Linked DNA regions of Gossypium hirsutum: all the other regions are linked to region 3. Evidence: chromatin contacts called from public Hi-C data. All regions are on one chromosome and are shown on one strand. Each heading gives the region's core, a stretch centred on a gene start, on an enhancer-like site or on the middle of the called end of the contact. The rest is flanking DNA. Distances are from core to core; before and after follow the strand shown. Region 1 has its middle 4.0 kb from the start of LOC107963569. Region 2 holds the start of LOC107962841 (alpha-aminoadipic semialdehyde synthase). Region 3 holds the start of LOC107942927 (E3 ubiquitin ligase PQT3-like).

The links. A called contact is a pair of places that touch in the nucleus more often than the background predicts.
Region 1: a contact with region 3 is called in a Hi-C map of leaf, with 4 times the contacts expected there. The contact joins the enhancer-like site here to the promoter of LOC107942927 in region 3. A contact is called at or near these places in 2 of 34 Hi-C or Micro-C datasets (callus and leaf).
Region 2: a contact with region 3 is called in a Hi-C map of leaf, with 2.4 times the contacts expected there. The contact joins the promoter of LOC107962841 here to the promoter of LOC107942927 in region 3. A contact is called at or near these places in 7 of 34 Hi-C or Micro-C datasets (callus, hypocotyl, leaf and 1 more).

The regions. Positions count from the first base shown.
Region 1 is chrA06:26,137,199-26,140,790 of Gossypium_hirsutum_v2.1, forward strand. No RefSeq gene overlaps it. Among protein-coding and RNA genes, the nearest start is that of LOC107963569, 4.0 kb to the right of the region's middle. Within about 2 kb of position 1,998, at least 3 of the 9 cell types and tissues checked have an H3K27ac peak or open chromatin away from gene starts, as enhancers often do. A contact at or near this core is called in leaf, where this site is marked.
Region 2 is chrA06:24,747,184-24,750,799 of Gossypium_hirsutum_v2.1, forward strand. LOC107962841 (alpha-aminoadipic semialdehyde synthase) reads right to left here and starts at 1,382. Exons shown (of 26, transcript XM_016899383.2): 1 at 1,190-1,382; 2 at 954-1,012; 3 at 352-607; 4 at 189-275; 5 at 1-114. The coding sequence starts at 600.
Region 3 is chrA06:25,577,824-25,581,796 of Gossypium_hirsutum_v2.1, forward strand. LOC107942927 (E3 ubiquitin ligase PQT3-like) reads right to left here and starts at 2,073. Exons shown (of 15, transcript XM_016876664.2): 1 at 1,759-2,073; 2 at 992-1,058; 3 at 826-895; 4 at 333-460; 5 at 116-186; 6 at 1-3. The coding sequence starts at 1,927.

The DNA of each region.
Region 1 (3,592 bases), core at 748-3,247, 560 kb after region 3:
TTATTTGCGTAAAATGTTAAGAATTATTTTTCTAACATATCCTTATCAGCTATTTTCTCTCCACATAATTTCAATTAGGAAGTGATTCTAAACTTAGTTGAGTTATATTCACACACAAATTTAAAATCTTGTAATCTCAAATGCAACCAATCATCGCAAGCTTTAGAAAATATTACGATTTTTTGGCTATTCCAAAGGACAAATAGATATTTAACAGTCAAATATTCAGTCTTTAGTCCCCCATGGAGGTGATGGAAAAGAAATATCATGGCTTTGACCTTATATTAACTTAATAGTTTCACCAAAGCCTTTTGCATCTAAGTGTATTTTAGCATCTAACATTCAAGATAAATAGTTCTTTCCAATAATATTAAAAGCCACAAATTCAAGTTTTGTAAGGTTCAACACTGATGATACAACTACAATGCAAATTTAATATAAACATAAGTAGTCTCTTAACAAACTTTCAAGCATAACATAACAATACTCCAGCAATTACAACAACTTAGTCACAAAATAAATTACAACTAATTTGGCTATGTTAGAAGTTTTAACAAATTACGGGGTTAGTGGAACTTTTAACGATGCAAACATACCTTGATCCAAACTAACGAAGATTGCAAGACTCTTGGATTAATTTAAGCGTGCGTGCTGATAACATATTATAAAACAAGAATAATATATAAAAAGATATATATGATACTAGGGGGATTTCTATTGCATTCTATTATTCATCATCATCATCACAACTAGTATATTCATATATATATATATAGGGAGAGATTAGACTCCTCATTTTTTCTAATACATAAATAGGAAAGGGGTTATAAGGAAATGAAATGTGAAGAGTTAAGGAATATGAAAGGTGAAAAGTTGATTATAATGAACATTCACTTAATAGCATTCATAACAAAAACAAAATTTTTTAACTTTAAATTTAATTAATGAATTGGCACAGGTTCAAAAACATATAAATGCAAAAATATTTTTGTTTTCAATAATTTTAAAATATTATCTTTTACCCTAGTTCAAATCCATATAAATCTAGGAAAATTTTAATTTATTTATCATATTTCTATAATGGAAAACATATGCAAAATGTATTTTTATATTTCCATTATTGAAAACAAATTTTTTTCCTGTTATCAAATGTATTTTTCAAATTTTAAAAAAAATAAAATGAAAACCATTTTTTAAAACATGAAAATAAAAATTCCTTTTTTATTTTATTTTAAAAATAATTTTTATTTTCTTTCTTTTTTTAAAAAATAAAAAAACTTCTTTAGTACTTATTTTCCTATAATAGAAATTGAGAAATAAAATAAAATAATCCCGCACTTATATGAATTTGAGCCAAGGTAACAAGTTTGATAGTTAATACTATTGAATTTTTTTTTTAATGTTTATATGGGTTTAAAAACTAGAGTCAATTCATTTAAACTTTTCAGTTTTACATAAAATAAAGATTAACATTATCAAATAGTTCCATTTTTCATTTCCCAAAATTTATTTTTAAAATTTTCAAATAAATAAAATTTTTCAATGTTTTCTATTTTTCAAGAAAAAGAAAACAGCCTTTATTCCCTAAAATCAAACGGAACTAAAAATTTCACTAAAATTTTCAAAGGTGAAGCCAGCAAATTTACAGAATTCACTCCAATATATTTACTAAAATATCTCTCTTCTAATGTTACTATTTTACATATTTTTAACTTTTAATCTCTTAATTTTATAAGATTTTCTACATATATTTTACTTTTATAAATACATTTTTTTATATACTAAAAATCTTAAATTTAGAAAATATTATAACAATATAAATAAAACATTAAGAAACATTTTAACCATGTAAGGGTTGGATGAACAAGGACAAGTTGGAGTCGAAAGCTGAGGTATTCAACGGATTCCAGTATTTATAAATGAAATGAAATTCGAGCTGATGGAATCCAATCGAATTGGATCAATGATGAGGTCTATATGAGTTAGTTCAGAAGCAGAAGACTTGAGAGGCCTGGAAGAAACTGTTTGTATAAGGGGTTAAGCCCATTGGCTTAGGCCCAGATTAAGGGCTAGGCCCAATTTTCTAAATTCTTTAAATCTCCTCCTCTAAATCTACTATACTAACAAAAATGCTTTGCTTTAATACTAAGGTTTTGGACTTTGAATTTTATGTTATGTTTGAATTTATTTTAATTACTTTTGAGTTAATTATTCAATCTAAGTTTTTATAATAATTAATTTATTGAAATTATTATAACTTACAAATAAATTTTTTAACACTCCTTGAAAATGAAATTTTAATTTAATATATAACACAATGCATGAATTCTAATTAGAAACAAATATACGGATGAAATTTTAATTTTTTGTTTGAGCAAAATAATTAACAGTAATTTTGAGAACAAAAAATAATGACAACCTAAACTATCAATATAGTTGGTTATGCATCAGTTTTGACTATATCATTTGGTGTACATTGTTTTAATCGAAAATAGAAACAATCAATTCTCTTTTTTCACTGTAGTGAAAATTTTAGTTTGTATCAATTTTATTAGTTTATTCTATCTAATTATGATCACACAGATCGAAATATTGTGTATCAACTTATGTATAAATAATATTAAAAATAATATAAAAATATATTTATCATTTATATTAATAAATAATAAATGCTTTAATTTTAACCATTAAACTTTACTGACTTTAACTTTTAAACAACATAAAAAATAAGTAAACAACTTGTATATCAGGGAAGAAGAAAAGAAAAGAAATGCAAAATTTCTAAAAGCTTCACTTCGTATAGGATGATTTTATTGTGAATAATTTTATTGTTTAATATTTTTTTTAAATTGTTAAATGATTGATTTTTGTTTGTGAAATTTAGTAATGAATATTTTATTCTCATTCATTTGAAATCTATAAATATATATTTTAAAAATGTTAATAAATCTGAAACGATACAATCACAACATGCATATACCTATTTATACCAATTCCAATTCTAATAGAAAAAAAAATGTTCCATATATTGCCTATCTTGATAACATCTTATTTTACATATTTGGAACAGGATTGTCAATCGTTCAGAAAGATCAAGAGTAATCTTATAATTCAATTGATATTATTGTTGTAATATACGTGTAATATACTCTAATTTAAAATTTTAGAATTTGTGGAGGTTATATGTAGTTTAGGAGTCATAAAAAAAAAGTTAAGCATTGTCAACTGTCATATTTTTTTCAAGTCTTTTCTTTATCATTGATTGGAATTATTGGGACCCACATGTTTCCTAATCAGTAGGCCTCTGTTAATTTATTATAATCCTGCTTAATTATCAAAGTTCTTTAAACAAGTGAATAAAACAATATTTTAAACTTTAAAAAAATAGAAAAAAGGTTTCTTTATGTATATAATACAAAATTAATATTTACATACCTAAATGGTATGTTAATACCATTATTTATCAAAATGGTATGTTTTTAATATTGTTGGGGGTCGAGGGTGATAGGGTGGCGGCACCAACATTTTTTTCTAGTGCAAACATGGAACCATCATTAGCATATGATTTGTATTTAAAAAAATGTATTTAAAT
Region 2 (3,616 bases), core at 132-2,631, 830 kb before region 3:
TAATAAATCGATCATTCCTGCTCTGCCAGCATATTTGCCAAATGCAAGTAACCTTTTACCATTGTCCCCAACAATAAGCTCATAGTCATACAACGATACCCTCTCCGCGAGGATCTACATGCATGCCATAGACAAAGTCATACAATAAGTTCATAGTGTCATACAAAGATACAACAGAAGAAGCTTACCTTATCCAATAATGGCATATTCTCCTTCTGAGCTTTGTGAGTATGTGAGAAGAAGGCATAAGCTCTATTAGGAAGAATCATGTCTAACTGCAATAAAGCACAACCAGTTAGGCCATAAAAGATTGTAAAATGTAAACAATAGGGAAAGGTGAACATTTAGCACCTTTGGTTGCTTGATACCCAAAATAAGACCACATTCTGATAAGTCATCTGATATGTGACAACCAACATCCTCGTAGAGGGAATCGTGATGGATGCGCTTCGTCGATGGCTGCACTATTATACGAGCTATACCTGTTTTCTCCCTCCCGCTGTGTAAAAGTCGAGCACAATGTGATGGGGTGAGAGGAACCCTTCTTTCCCATTTATTTGATGACTCAGAAAGAATCCCAACAACTCCATTTCCAAGCATCTTGAACCTTCACCAGAGAAAACAAAAGAAAAAAAAATGAACAACTAGAACTATTACAGGCTTCTTTAGAATGGGATTGAACAAAAAATACTAATCAAAGTATGTTTCTTACAGAGGATCCCATAATAAAATAGAAAACAAACTAAGAATGAAACAAATTGCTGCAGAACAATTATACCTCAATGAGATCAGTCACTGAGAAATTTAAATACTGCCGACAGTTTGTTTTATTGGGATCATTTCTCATTCAATCGAACAAATTAAGTGTGATTTTGAAGTTATATAAACACAAGTTGAGGAAAGATTCAAACACGTAAGAGAGAGAAACAGAGATTGAAGAAAATACAACTTACTTGTAAATGAAGAATTAAAAGATGAGATGAACCCAAATTGAAGCGGTGATCAAACAGTTCTGGGAAAGAAAAAGATATATCACTGAACTGATGAGTAGAGACTATGAACATGTATGAATTACATGTCATTAGAACAAATATTAGTCTGAAACTCAGAAATCATATTGATTGAGTTTAACAATGAAAATAATAAAAATAATAATAATAGTAACGTTGAAACAGAGGAACCGCTCTACGTTGAAAGAAAGGAAAAGTTTAGTTGTGAAAAAAGATGGGCAGCTGCCACCTAGCTTCCGGGAATCATAGAAGAAGAGATCGTAATACGGATTAAAGGCTTCAGAGCGGAGGAAGTTTATCAGGAAAATATAGTATAAATAAATGAATGATGATATGTTAATGCATGTATCTGGAATCCTACTCGTGAATCATGGATGGATTATCACTTCCCTTTTTGTTTTGGGGTGATGATAAGGATATGACGCTAGGGACAGAGAAGATGGGTCCCACTTTTCAGTTATTACATATCTATTACTTCCAATCACGTGGGGCCACGTATATCCTAGTTCCAAATGCCTTCCCATAATTAAATCATGTCTAATGTTAGGTTTCAATTTTTGCCACTGGGACAAGTTACCCTTTCTCCACCTCATCACGTCTCCTTAAGACTTGCATTTACCGGCTTATTATTATTATTATTAATATGATCTTAAAATTTTTAATAAAATACGAAAATATTCACTACTTTGATTATGTACATAAAATTATTTGAAATGAATATTCAAAGTTCATCGAACGAAAGATAACGATACTATCTATATAAATATCAAGGAAAGCCCCAGAAATAAACTATGATGTATGTGTCAGGTTTTTTTTAATTTTTTTAAATTTTAAAAGATATTATTTTATTTGTTGCACTTATGTGTTTTTTTTTTTAAATTTAAAACTGTAAAAAAGGAAACTATATTTTATTTGATAGAACCATTAAGAATATAGCTATTAATGTATTGTATTTTTTTAAAATTTAATTAAATTTAAATATAAAAATAATATTTTATTTGATAGAGTCATTCTTTCTAGTGCGATCAAATAGTTAAATATAACCCTTGATCACTATAAGTTGAAATAAATTTTTTTTATATTATGTTAGAGGAGAGGATGAATGGGAAAGAGATGATGGGTGTTTTTTTAATGTATTTGTGTTTTTGTTTATTTAATAAAATTTATAATTTGAGGTATGTTTTGTTTAATGATAATCTGGTGGAGCTTCGGCATCTGCAAAATTAATGATTATTTTTTTTGCCAGTTATTTATTTAGTTATTGGTTCAAATTGGTTATGCAGCAACAAGTGGATTATTTGGGATTCTCTAGGTCAACGAAATGTTTGAAAGTTTAAGGAATGCCAAATTGAACTGCACGGGTGAGATCATTACTATCAACGGCATTCGAGAAGCAAGATAATAACATTGAAAAACTTGCTCGGACGATTTGCTCGTGTTGCAGTTAAAAATTATATTTTTCAATTTGTAAGACATAATACTATAGATCTTGAACAAAATCATTTAATTATGTTTTATTTGTAAGACATAATGTTAGCGGTCTTGAACAAAAATCATTTTTTTTAGTATTGAGAAAATTGCTCGTGGTGTAAAATTATATATTGTAAGTTTAGTGAAATTATTTTTGAATGTTGCAAATGTAAAATTATATTCTTTAAAATATAATTTTTAAATTATATAAATTGTAAAATTAAATATTGTGAGTTTAGTGAAATAATTTCCATTTAAATCATTTTTGTAATGTGAATTAATCGTTTGGTAAGGGACATTTTTAAAAGAAAGTAAGAAATAGAGGACAAAAAAATAAAGAAACTTTGGGAAAAAAGAGAAAGAAAGAAAAAAAGAAAGTAGAAGAGAGAGTTAACTGAAAAAAAAATGAAAAATGATTGTTTTGTAAAAAAAATATACTGAGACATTTTTAAAATAAAAAAAATTGGACCAAAATATAAATATTTTAACTAGTTACATCGCGTCAGTTACATCAATAACATTAGCAATGTGACTGGTCAGGTCAGATGGGGGTTTAATTTTTTTTTTTTTTGAACTTTTAAGTAAGATATGTGAAAACAAAAATTATTTTGAAGAGGCGAGAGGGGGGAGGAAGAGGCCGGCTGGTACCTTTAAAAGGGAGGGTAGGGCTGATTTTGGTCCCCCTTGTGTTGAAATAGAAGAAGAGAAGAGAAGAGAAAAAGGAGTCGTGTTAGTTTCGAAGTTAATAAATACGATTAAGGTATGTAAATATATTTTGATGTGCATGTATTATATTAGAAGTAGTTATTGTAATATAATAATTAATTATATTTAATTTATATATATTTAAAAAGAAGTTATGCAAATATTAGAATGTATTTTCAAGTAAATACGGACAACATTTTATCTAAGATCAACAAAATAGTAAAATTATTAAATAATAAATTATTTATTCACATTTTATATATGATATTTATTTATAAAATGTGATATGCTATTCTTATATACTACTTTTACTAATATATAGATTTAAATTATAATTTTTTTATTATTGGACAGAGTTGGAATGGTAGATTTTAGATTAAGTTTAATTTTGATGTAATAGCTTGAAATGTCCATAAAATTGGAGGTGACCA
Region 3 (3,973 bases), core at 823-3,322:
GACCTGATGTACAAAGGGAACATGGTAAATCATTTTTTTAAGAACCAAAATGAGAGAGAAAAAAAGTCCATCCATATTGAGAAGGGTAGCTAAAGGAAAATGAAACATTTCACACCTTGTGGAACAGCCTCACTTATGTCACTCCCTTCAATTTTTTGACATTCTACCACAGGTTGCTTGGTGCAACTGAATGCAATGGGGAAAAACAATTTACATGAGAGAATACTAATACTGCTTCTGTACTAACAAATCATCAATAGACTGAAAATTGGACAAAGTGGTTGATGCAACTAATTAATGCATTAAAGAAACTAGAAATGAAAGACTGATACCTTTTTAATTTGAAATGAGTGTCCTCATCATCAATACAAAATCTGTCCTCAATATTGCAAGATAAGTTCCCCTCAGTTACAGGGCATATTTCTGCTCCAAAGTCATCAAAGTTGACAGTTTCAGCATTCTGTAAAATAAATGTCATCATTTAGAAAAAAGTTCTAAACAAAATAAGTAGGACAGCTTATCTTAAGGTCCACAAGTATTATTTACTAGAAGAGTTTGTGGTTCTTCATCCATCTTGAATTTCATTAACTTAACAAAATTGTAGTAGAATAACTATATTAAAAGGCAGCAGTGAACATGGTGTACAAGTTCAAGCAAATAAAATATAGAAGACAGCATAAAACATTCTCATCTCATTACTCGTAAATAAAGAGAAAAGTGCAACAATAACAATTATAAATCTATTTATTCATATCAACATAAAATTATGTGATTAAACATCCAATATGCAATTACTATATCTTGGGTTGCAAAAATAAAACTCACCTGAAGATGAGAGGTTTTGCTCATTTTCTCATCCGGGGTAGCAAAAACTTTGCATGAGCCTAAGTGTGCCCTGAAGATAGTCATCATTCATAGGTAAGGAACCAAGATAGGATGACATATAAAAAATTTTGTATCTAAAATTAAAGTCAACTGAGAGAGCACTAACCCTGCAGGAACTCTCTTTATGATCACACTCGAGCCACAAGGAATTTGAAAATCTTCATGCACGTACTCTGTATTAAATCCATCAAGCAGACAAAGTAGTTGTTAGCAGATCTGTCTGAGTGACAGCCTATGCTGGAACCCGTGTAGTTAAAGCAAGTGACCAGCTGTTGTGTCTTAGAACAAGACAACAAAAGCGCCTCAGACTATTTGGGTCGAGGCACAGGCATTTCTATAAGGCACTAGGAGCAAAAACAGCCTGTTTGATTGAAGTCTTTAATTTCTTTAATTTTTATTTCTTCATTGATTTTATATTTAAGAGTAAAAAATGGATAATATTAAACTCTTCAGGTCTCATTATTTGTGTATTCAATAACAAAGACAACCATAAAAAATTCATGCATATTGACCAGAAAAACAAAAAAGAAAATTCTGCATATGTAAAATAGAAACTGGACGACTCTTTAGGACTAATATCAAAGTAATATATTAAGCTTATTTATAATAAAGTGCAAACACATACATCTTCATCTTTCGCTTACTTATGCGCCATAGTCAATATAAGGATTCTAGGGCTTAGTGCGTCTTCTCTCCTAGATAACACTGGCTACAAAAGCTATTCAATCCTCCATACGTATGAATCCAATTCCATGTATATCATTAGCTCGCTATAACTATAAACTTGATTTAAACGATAGATTCGTACATAACTTGAAGCGAAAGCAACCAAACAGATAATAAATTTAAAGCAGACAAAAAGCGGGAGTTAACCTTGACCGGAGATAGGATCGGAGAAGAGAAGATCGAAATCTTGGCAAAGATTAAGTTTCTTGTTTTGGACGATACTGGATTTGAGATCACGAACGGAAATCGAAGGCTGGCCTCCAATGTCGATCGAATCGTAATTGCGCGAGCTTCTGAATTTGAAGTGGACCGACATGGCTGAGTTGGAATCGGCGGGTTCAATTAGGAACTCAGTTATCTGGAATAATCTCCAGAAAAGAGGAAGGGAGGGAAAAGGGAGATGTTGTTGTGCGTCCGTATTGTGAATCTCTTTGCGAGAGAATTTGGGGATTCTGTTCGTTTTATCAAGTGTGAATCAAAACGGTTTTTATAGCGCGGCGGGTACGGCAAGATTACCACGTGCGAAGTGCGTGACATTGGCACGAATGTTTAACTATACACCTGTTAGGTTAGGCCCGATGCGAAAAATGATTTTTGTAATGTCTACGATTACTTTCAAATTAATTTTGTTAAATATTTTTTTAGAATAAAAATGAATTTTAAAAAATATTTTTACCGTGTGTCAAAATCTAAGTAATTTAATTAAAATATATATAAAAGAAAAAGTAAAAGACATTTACCTCTCAGTCTTGGTATAAAATACATCTATCCATTGAAAACTATTCACGATTGCATGTTTGAAAAAAAATCACATAAACTCTTCCATTCATATCTATTTACTAAATATTTAAATGAAAACATAACTAAACCTTTGTCATTATTTTATTTTCTATTTAATTTTATTCAGTTTTTACATTTTTAATTATAAAATAATGAAAATCCATTTACTTTAAAAATTATATTCAAATACTTTGAAATTAAATTCAAATTGAATTATATGAAATGCTTTTCCAGGATTTGGACACGCCCAAAACATAAAACAGGGGTCTAAGACTAAAAATGCTCAAAATTTAAGTTGTGCAGGTGCAGGGACTGCAAGTCTCGAAACTTGAACATCAAGTTCAAGATTTGGCTTGAATGTTTCGAGAGTTAGGTCCAGAACTGTAGAATTTTAATTTCAATGTTTGTAAGTCTCGAAACTTAGGTGTAAGTCTTGAGACCTTGGACCCTTAGAGTAGAATTTGGCTGAAAAATACTTCAAATCAACTCTAAACATCATCAAAACAAGCTAATAAGTTCCCAATTCATTTAAAACCCATTTGAAACTCAATTAAACAAAATTTATAATCGTACATGTGCTCGAATAGAGTAACGGAACAAAAGCTTCTAAAAAGAGATATTAAAAGAGTTGGAACTTTACAAATAGCTTTACAATTTCAATTATAATAAATATGTTTGTGTACATGCCAAGGTACAACACCAATTACAACTAAATTAATCAATTACAATCTTAAACTTAAGTGGCAATGAAATCACTACAACAAAACAGGTTTTTAGCGGCGTTTGAATGAAAAACGCCACTAAAGAACGAGCATTAGCGGCGCTTTTCAAAAACGCTGCTAAAGATTGAGTATTAGCGGCGCTTTTTTAAAAACGCCGCTATATGTACACCTTTAGCGGCGCTTTTAAGAAAGCGTCGCAAAAAAAATTAACACAACGGTGTCGTTTTGTGTTGAGCCTTTGGTGGCTTCAGCGACGCTTTCTAAAACGCCGCTAAAGATCGAGTATTAGCGGCGCTTTTTTAAAAACGCTGCTATATGTACACCTTTAGCGGCGCTTTTTAAAAAACGCCGCTAATGCTTGATCTTTAGTGGCGTTTTAATAAAAAACGCCGCAAAATAATTTTGTAAAACGCCATCGTTTTGTATTGAAATTTTAGTGGCTTTAGTGGCGCTTTTTTAAGAAACGCCGCTAAAAGTACACCTTTAGCGGCATTTTTTTTAAAATGCCACAAAAATGGAAAAAATTAAAATACTATTATTTAAAATAATTTTAAAGATTTTTGGTATATGACTAATTGTTTTTTAATTTATATGTTAAACATTTTCTTATATAATTGTAAATAAGATAGTATTAATTTTAAAATATTGAATTAATTATCATTATATTTTAGAAGATAGTATTAATTTTAAAATATTGAATTAATTATCATTATATTTTAGGGTTTACGATATATGGTTAAGGGTTTAATGTTTATGAGTTATTATTGTAAGGTTTATGTATTATGGTTTATGGTTTATGGGTTAAAAGTTAGGGTTTAAGTTTTAGGGGGTTAAGGTTTAAGGTTTAGGGGTTAAGGGTT